Regions from separate parts of the Zea mays genome. Here all the other regions are linked to region 1. A link is a contact called in public Hi-C data. All regions are on one chromosome and are shown on one strand. The core of a region is the stretch at or near the end of the contact, and the rest is flanking DNA. Distances in the headings are between cores, read along the strand shown. Region 1 holds the start of LOC100273218. Region 2 holds the start of LOC100191579. Region 3 holds the start of LOC606475.

What was found. A called contact is a pair of places that touch in the nucleus more often than the background predicts.
Region 2: a contact with region 1 is called in a Hi-C map of endosperm, with 2.3 times the contacts expected there. The contact joins the promoter of LOC100191579 here to the promoter of LOC100273218 in region 1. A contact is called at or near these places in 4 of 25 Hi-C or Micro-C datasets (ear, endosperm, leaf and 1 more).
Region 3: a Hi-C map of tassel shows a contact between it and region 1, with 4 times the contacts expected there. The contact joins the promoter of LOC606475 here to the promoter of LOC100273218 in region 1. A contact is called at or near these places in 2 of 25 Hi-C or Micro-C datasets (bundle sheath and tassel).

Annotation. Positions count from the first base shown.
Region 1 is chr4:240,600,986-240,604,002 of Zm-B73-REFERENCE-NAM-5.0, forward strand. LOC100273218 reads right to left here and starts at 1,625. Exons shown (of 10, transcript NM_001147660.1): 1 at 1,296-1,625; 2 at 119-160; 3 at 1-22. The coding sequence starts at 1,468.
Region 2 is chr4:240,429,946-240,432,768 of Zm-B73-REFERENCE-NAM-5.0, forward strand. LOC100191579 reads left to right here and starts at 1,458. Exons shown (of 8, transcript NM_001137009.1): 1 at 1,458-1,663; 2 at 1,789-1,917; 3 at 2,391-2,506. The coding sequence starts at 1,568. It also overlaps the pseudogene LOC100533160.
Region 3 is chr4:240,378,199-240,380,977 of Zm-B73-REFERENCE-NAM-5.0, forward strand. It overlaps LOC606475, which reads left to right and starts at 1,456. Exons shown (of 5, transcript NM_001309486.1): 1 at 1,456-1,571; 2 at 1,695-1,725.

The sequences.
Region 1 (3,017 bases), core at 375-2,874:
TATTCCTAATCTCTTAACAGTCCTGAAAGGAAACAAAAGGCAACAAAATGGAATAAGCTGTAGACACAAAATAGAGAATGAATCAATAATTACACATGAAACTAAATTAATACTATACCTGTATAGGGACAATGTATTCGCCATGTGTCGATAATTAAACCTGCGAACATTAACAATAATCATGAGTAAGAGTCGTGCGCAAATAATGTAAAGCATTATCCACCTAGGCCCTAGCTGAACGCTACTGTCTGATTAGACTATGGGAACATGACATGCATCTGAAATGGAGACATCTCTAACATAATTAAGTCACTTACAACTGAACAGACATGTAAAACTGTGCCAATCTAGATGAATACTCTGTTTAAGGACTTTTGACCTTGTTAGGTTGGTTAGTGATAGTCACAACTGAACTCACATAGTTACTCAAAGCACTTGACTTTTGAAGCATGATTATTCTTAACCTGCGACAAAATGACAAATCTGTTGCTGGATTATCTTCATTGAGAAGAGAACTCAACTGCCAAATCATTCTAGAATTTTGTAATAAACCTCAGGTATTGCAGCAAAAATAGTAACCAATACTATTACGACCCGTTTGGATCCCCTGAATTGGAATGCTTTTTCCAGTATCTTTGAGCAGCCAAGCAGGCATGCTCGATAGTGCTCCTTTAATGTTGTTGTGAACCCATGGTTGTCTAACAGTTACAAGGAACAGGTCAGATGCTTCCAATGACAGGGGCAGCAGCCAGCAGGCGAGTAAATAGTAGAATAAAATGGAATTGAACTTTCCACGTATCAAGCCATGAATTTTATCTTGCTCTGGTGGGCTTCACTGAATTGATTGGAATTGTCGTTTTAGTTCTGAACAGAGCCAAACAGACTGGCCAAACAATACGATTCTGTTTCAACCAAATTCCAGAGATGGAAGTTTGAGAAGCTCAGTTTCTCACTCCCTGTTGTGTGTTTTCTTACTGTCAATTCCACCTCAACTTCCAGTGATCATCCATGCAAGCAATTACCGGTACATGCAAGTGCGAACTTCGATTCATTATCAATGGGATAGAGATCCAAAAACCATACACTACTTAATACAGTCATTTGTGTGATCCGCCGCCACCAATTAGATGTCACATGAGCGCGCAACAAGCTCTATGGACAGCGCAGTGAATTCAATACAAGTACAACTTCACTAGACTGCGCCCTATTTAGTATTCTACTAGTTCCTCACACGAAACCCGCTGAAGTTATGCCTATCCAGGCATGGGCAGACGAGGAGGATGAAGAGGGCTCACCAGAAGCGGGAGGTACACACGAGCACGGCCCAGTTGTTGTTGTGCATCGCGTCGGTGGGCGATAGAGCCGCCGCCGCGGCGGCGAAGTAGAGGGAGGCGAGGAGTAGCGCCGTGACGATGGTGAGCGCGGGAGGGTGCCGCGAGGATCCGGGGCTCCGTCGGCCGAACGCCATGACAGCACCGGCGAAGGGCACGTCCGGGGCTGGGGAGTGGGCAGTGGGGAAGCTGCTGGTCGGAGATCAAGGAGGCGGGGCTCGCCAGGACCGGCGACGAGAGGCGAAACTGGAACCGCGCGGCGGACCGGCCGGGAGGTGGGCAGGCCCAACTCCAAGAGGACCGGAGCAGGCTGGTAGAAGGAGAGCGAGCGGCCCGTGTTGATAAGGAAGCGCGGAGCATCTCGTCCTCGGCGAGCAGGCCTGGGCCGGCTCGGACGACCACACGGAATGCGACGGGGAAAAAGACTACATAAACTTTTGACCATATATAATTCACCAGTTTAAACTTTACAAAATTCATCTAATCAAATCACTCTCACACACATAACCTCCATTAAATCAATAAAACAAACTGTAATCGGACTTAACACACTATCAAAATCAACGGTTTAGATCGGTGGATAACTCTCTCTCCCTTAAATTAAATGGACAATATTATTTAGATTATCAATTATCCTTCCCCCTCTCCTGTGTCCCCGCTGCCCCAGCCTTCCATCCCCCCTCCCCTGTCCCTGCCGCACCCTTCCCCTCACTCGCATCGTCGCTGCCACTGTTAACCCCTCCCCTCGCGCTGTCGTCATCGACCCCTCCCCTGGGATCGTAGTGTTAGCACAGGTTATATGCTAGTCCTTAAAACAGATGTTCAACTATTATCCTTACAATAGCATACACCCAACACTTTCTAGTGGTTTAATAGACCTATTCTGGTGACGTGGAGCACGACATGGAGTGGTTTTATCCGGCTGTAAGTGTGGCACCTTGGCCCACGCTTTCCACATCCTACAACACGCAATTATACGATAGACAGGAGATGAAGTGGTTCGTCTTCTCAACTTCTCATTTCCTCCTCTTTTGTCCTTGTTCCTCTATAGCCTTCGATGAAGCAAATTGGGAGTGGATGATCAGCGATGAGGTTGCTTGAGCAGAGTGCAACATGGCGTGGAGGTTGTAAGGAAAATGGACCCCGAGCCATTTGGTTCAATAGGTTTTGTTGTTTGATAATCAACATAACATGTGGACTAATGTGTTTGTTTTTGTAGTTCACATGATGTTAAAGTTACTTGGACTAAGGCATTGAGGAAAGCAACACCTTAAAAGAAGACATTATGAAGATCAAGTGAAGTCTAAGAAACAAAGGAAGTGTTGCCACGATGGACTATCTGGTCTGGCACACCGGACTGTCCGGTGCATCAGGGAACTGTAGCCCAACGACTAGTTCCTAGTGGCACTGGTGAAGAGAAGCCATCGGACTGTCCGGTGTGAACCCCGGACTGTCCTGTGTGAAAAGCCTACGCGCCAACGGTCACCTGCGGTGTCAGATCCAATGGCTAGGTGCACCGGACAGAGGCACCGGACTGTCCAGTGTGCCGCAAAGATTAGCAGCTTTTCTCCAACGACTATTTTGATGTTGGGGGCTATAAATACACCCCCAACCGGCCATTTCAAGGTGTATGAACCCAAGCAACATTCCAAGTCATAGTATAGACATTTCCAAGTGCTCATACAT
Region 2 (2,823 bases), core at 208-2,707, 170 kb before region 1:
GAGCACTTGCCAGATCAAGCCATCCTTGTATTCATATTACAGTATGGTGGGAACAGGCAAATATAAATTTCACTGTATCTCAATCCAAAAATAAAAAAGAATCAGGTGCTACCTGCAAATCTGCAACTCTGGGAGACACATGCAGCAAAAGTACACCAAAACTGGAGATCTAAAATCTAGTAGTGAGCTCGTAACCAGATGCCAATGTGAGTTTATTAATGACAAAAACAACTAATCTCAAACTCAAACTAAATTAGTCTTCAATACTCCGAGTCAAAGATCATATCGCATTCGAGCACTGTGATTTACCGTGAAACATTACTACCTACTATTTAGTTACCATGATTGGATTATCCTCCTCTTTCTGGTTATAAACGCAGAGAACTTAAATCATCTGAAAGAACATATAGGAGGGATGAGAATAGTCACAGGAAAATAATGCAAGAAAACTATATACACACCTCCTTCCTCCCGCCAGCACGGTCAGAGAGCATACTATGACAGCCTCAAATCCTACAGTGTTAAGGAGAGTCACTAAGTTACTTAACATCTTTTTTCGAAAGAATATTCATCCATGTACTGTGTAAATATGAAATAACACGCAGAGAGTAAGGAGCGAAGAACGTTAACTGTAACATGGGGGGGGGGGCAAAGTAATTTTTTGGAGGTGGGGTGATTCACTTTTCACGCCGAAGACAAGACACAGACCTTAGAGGAGAAATATGGTTGCGGTTTAAGGCGCCCAACGAATCCAAAAATCTAAGATGCGAATCGTAAGAAGCGACTAACAGATCCAATAAATGTGAAGCAGAAGGAACTAGATCTGCTAGAAGGACAAAGTATCGGGAAAAAAGAAAACATGCCTTTTTCTAACCTGGCAAAAACGTAGGAAGACGAAGTGGCTACAGATAGACAAGACGGAGGGAGTAAGGACGAAGAGGAGCGTGGCAGAAAGAATAATGAGAGGCGATTACAGTGGAAGACTACTGGTCGACCGATGCAAGCTGCAGAGGATCGACGGAGGGAGTGAGGAGAAAGAGAGACAGAACAAAACGAGCGAGGGTGGGTGGGAAGTGAGGAGGAAGAGAGACGGAGCAAAACGAGGGTGGGTGGGAAGTGAGGAGGAAGAGAGACGGAGCAAAACGAGCGAGACGAGGCTGACGCTAGCGTCACTTGGAAGTCTCTAGAGGCGATAAGTACGAGGGGCGTATGAGAGAGCAAGGAAGATGGACTAATGATCCATCATCGAACGGCTACAAAGTTTTCTGACGACGTGAATGAGCTAGTAGGCGCCGTCCGTTAATAATAAGGAAATATGTTGTTAATATAGATGTTTAATGTATAAAGGAAAAAATGAGATATCGAAAAAAAAATATTTTACGCGAGGACGGATAGGACATTCGGCGTTCCTAGGTACCCCGCTGCTTCCGTGCTCACCTCGCCTGCAGGGCCGCAGCCGCTGGAAGAACACGAAGACGACGGGAGTGCGGGGTGGCGTCGCCGCTGGAGCACCAGCTGTAGCCGCCGGCTAGGCCTCCGCGCCGCTCTCCGTGGCCAACGCGCCGTCATGCTTGCGGCGTCGGCGCGGCGGCTGTCCGCCGCCGCCTCGTTTTCCTCTTCTTCCATGCGCTCCAGCCAGCTCGCCGCCGTACTGAACCAACAGGTTAGGCGCGTCAATTGGGACGTGGGTGGATCTCATATGATGATAGCCATGTTTTATAGTAGTGGCGCTGGTGATGAACTGAAATCCTGAAGCGGTATATTTCTTATTTTGTTGTCTGGTTGCAGAGGTGGATGCACGACAGGAACAAGAAGGCGATGGAGCTGGTGGCCAAGGGATGGAGTGCGCTCCAGGAGGTCGACCGCGTCATCGACTACGCCGATCTCAACGACAAGCGCCTCATCCCGCTTCTAAGGGTACGGCTTAGGGTTTATCTTCTTTCCGCTCCCATTTTTCTGCAATGAGATGAGGGAACACCTAATCCGTCAAAAAAAAGGTTCACTTATTGTAGCCTAGTTAGTTGAATTTTGTGATATCTCCAGCATTGACAGAGAACTTGGGGGCAACGAGTTCTCTTCATATTCCGTGAATTAGGCCTTGTTCGTTTGTGCCGGATTGGTGGGTCGGAACGATTCCTAACCGGATTGCTTCTCTAATTTATATAAACTTTAATTAACTGGAACGATTCCGGGTACAATCTGATAGAAACGAACAAGGCCTTAATCGGCTGGAGTTGTGTAGTGGAGATATTCCACTAGATCACACTGATCTTGTTCTTTTAACCGGCTTAACTTTTTTAAGTTGAACCTCTCATGGCCACCTGCTTGACAATGTTTTTTAACTAATGGTCTTAACATCTTGTTTTACATAACTTTCTTCATGTGTAAAGGGCGCTAAGGAAAACTTTGAGCTGGCTTTGGAGATTGACAATGGTAATACACATGCGAGGTATTGGCTGGGAAAAATGCATTTCAAGTATCATGTTCCTGGTGCTTGCAAGGCAGTGTGAGTAACTCTACTTGTAACTATAATGTAGTGCTGATTTTTTGCATTTAAATTATATTGCTGCTATATTCTGTTCTATAGCTTCCAGGCACATGGAAATGCACGAAAATAGTTTCGTCAATGCTTTTGTTGTTGTTTTGACAACTCTTTTACATATTCCTTTTAAGTTGATCGAGTCCTAAACCATTGATGAGTGTACGGTAGAAGTATTATGTATTATCAGCTTTATGGTTTCAGAAACTTGATATTGATTATGCATCTTACATTAGCAAGCATGCTTATTTGCTGCTATATGATACCACTATGTATCATATATA
Region 3 (2,779 bases), core at 206-2,705, 220 kb before region 1:
CGTAATCCCCTACTGCAAGCGCACCCGACCTGGGCGCGGGACGAACACGAAGGCCGCGGGATTTCCACCTCTCTCACGCCCGACTCCGGCCACCTTTCTCCCCCCTTCGCGCTCGGCCTCGCGCCGACCCATCTGGGCTGGGGCACGCGGCGACATTTCACTCGTCGGCCTAGGGACCCCCCGGTCTCGAAACGCCGACAGCTAAATATACCGGACAAAACAGTTTACAGACTATTGTTGGAGACAATCTTATATTCTTCTACGAAGGCTCTTAGGCCCGGGCTATGTGCGAGCAGTGCACTTGCAAGCCTCAAAAAATTAAGAGTCCCAAAATTATCAGATTGTTCTAGTTTTAGGCAGCGGTGAAGCTAGAGCAAAATTAAGGATGGTGCATTTGACTTGTGGATACATAAGAATTTATTTTACGGGCGCATATATGGTAAAATTTTAACCAATTTTATAGATTTTATATTTTTTTGGGGTGCATTTGCATCCGCTACCTATAGTGTAGCTTGGTCCCTGGTTTTAGGGTTAGTTTCAGAATACCATTTTTCCAAAGGATTCCTACTTGGGAAAATATGAATCTCTTGGGAAAATGATGTTCCAAAACTAGCCCTTATAATCTTATACAACATATGTTAATATGCAACATCTATCTTCCTTCCTACCCTACCGTTGCGTCAAAGCGGAACAAAGAATGAATCTTCATAGGATTCTAATACATGTTCGCGTGCGTGAATGAAGTTTCTCTAAATTAAACCTACTAAATTTATATTTGTGTTATAGTATGACACAACAAATACATGATATTTAGTAGAATAGCACTCGCGATTAAAGCTATGGAGAAGATTGAATATAAACATATTGTAGAATATATTATTTAAAAACCCACCAAAAACGATGTTATTCAAATAAAATAGATATTTTCTTTATATATTCTATTACACTATATGTTATTGCAAGTTTTAGTTTGTTATTGATTATTTTAAATAAAAATATTAGATCCTACTATTTTAGATTTAGAACATGGCTTTCAAATTTTCATGTCCCAATATTGGTCTTGTTTGGTACAACTTATTTCAGATATTTTTTACAGATTTAAGCAAAAGATGGGCGTTTTTATAGTAGCTTATCAGTTTAATTGTTTCTCGTAATAAATCAAAAGTATAAGTAGAAACTTCAATAAATCTTTTCCTTAAAAAAAAACAGCAGTTGTATTTGTACACAACTACACCATAATTCCAACGATCCTGCCCAAGCCCGTGCACGGTGCAGCCCTTTCCGTGTGGGCCTAGCAAATCGGCCCACCTGTCCTTGAGTCACACAAATCACGTCACCAGCTGGACACTTGGTTGGCTTCCACGAAAGCCACGGCACTGGCACCGCGCGCGGTTTCCCGCTGCCACCGACTCGTGGGACCGGCCGGCGCTGCCCTTTGACCCGCCTCGACGTCGGTGCCTCGCGTCCCTTCCTCTCCCACCGATCAGGCGAACAAATACGCACGCGAACGCAAAGAAAAAAAAACTGTTGTTTTGTTCTTGCGGAGACGAGACGAGACGAGGCGACGCGAGGTAGGTTTTCGGACCCCTCTTCTCAATCCCCTCACGTTTCGTTTCGTTTTGTTTGGGTTCTTCCGCCGTCGATCCTGACGAGATCGTTTCCGTCCTCTCTGCCGACGCGCCGCCGTCTGCCAGTCGCGAGGAGTCGAGGAGGATCGGGGCTCAGGTACACACGTCCGTCTCCTTCCCTTGTTCGTATCATCGTGGTTGGGTCTGTTGGATTTGTTGCTTTTGACGGCATCACGCGATCGGTTGTTTTTGCTGGATTTTTTTTTGTTATTCTTGCCCGCGAGGGTTGGATCGATCTGTAGGGATTTGGATGCAAAACGTTGCCAATACTCGTTGGTTTGGCTGCCGTCTCTCTCGTGCTCTCCTCTCCCGTTGTTATCCTCGTTTGCGCGCGGGAGGTTTTTGGGACCGGGGTTGAGGGGGCGTGTCCTTGAGATTCGTGCGGCCGATGATTAGTCGACAGCTATGGCATGGCATCTGATACGAGGGAATCTGGGGGCTTTTGCCGCCGTGAGCCGTGGAGGAAATCTGAAGGTTTCAGTAGTGCTCTTTGTCTTTCGGGAAATGGGTCTGTCAGACTGTCTCCATGGAAAATATGGGCAGTGGAAAATACTTTCCTTGGAACTGTAGATGACACTGTTTGATACTGTTAGTTTGAAATAGAGGATAGAATAGGGGATGCTTAGTTACAAGGTTGTGATGGACTGTCTGTTTCTGCATTATCTGAAATTATGCTATATGACTGTATTTGACCATTATTATGGTCCCATTGCATGAGTCATTCAGTTGAGTTGTGCCATCATGCTGCGCACCGTTCTGGTCTTATCTACCCAAACTTCATACATCATTTGCTTTGATGTCCCTGATGGGCCACCGTGCAATAGAGATCTTTATGTGCACCTCTATGATGCAATGCAATGCGATGTACACAATCACTGAATCTGCATCGAGACTACACAAGAAAGCTGGTCAGCTAAACTGGCTGACTGACTGACTTTATCCTCGTCGAGGACCGATTACGTCACGAAGAAACTACAGGATGGCAAGTGTGCTGCATGAACACACCACACATGCCGCACTCGATGGCCTGTGCATAGAATCTGTAACAATATAATTAGAGTCCATGCAACGTTGAACCTATTATATTGCTCTCTGTCTTAGGTAGTGCCCATCTGTGGCCCACTCGTGTGCCGCCTCGTTGCTTTGTGGCT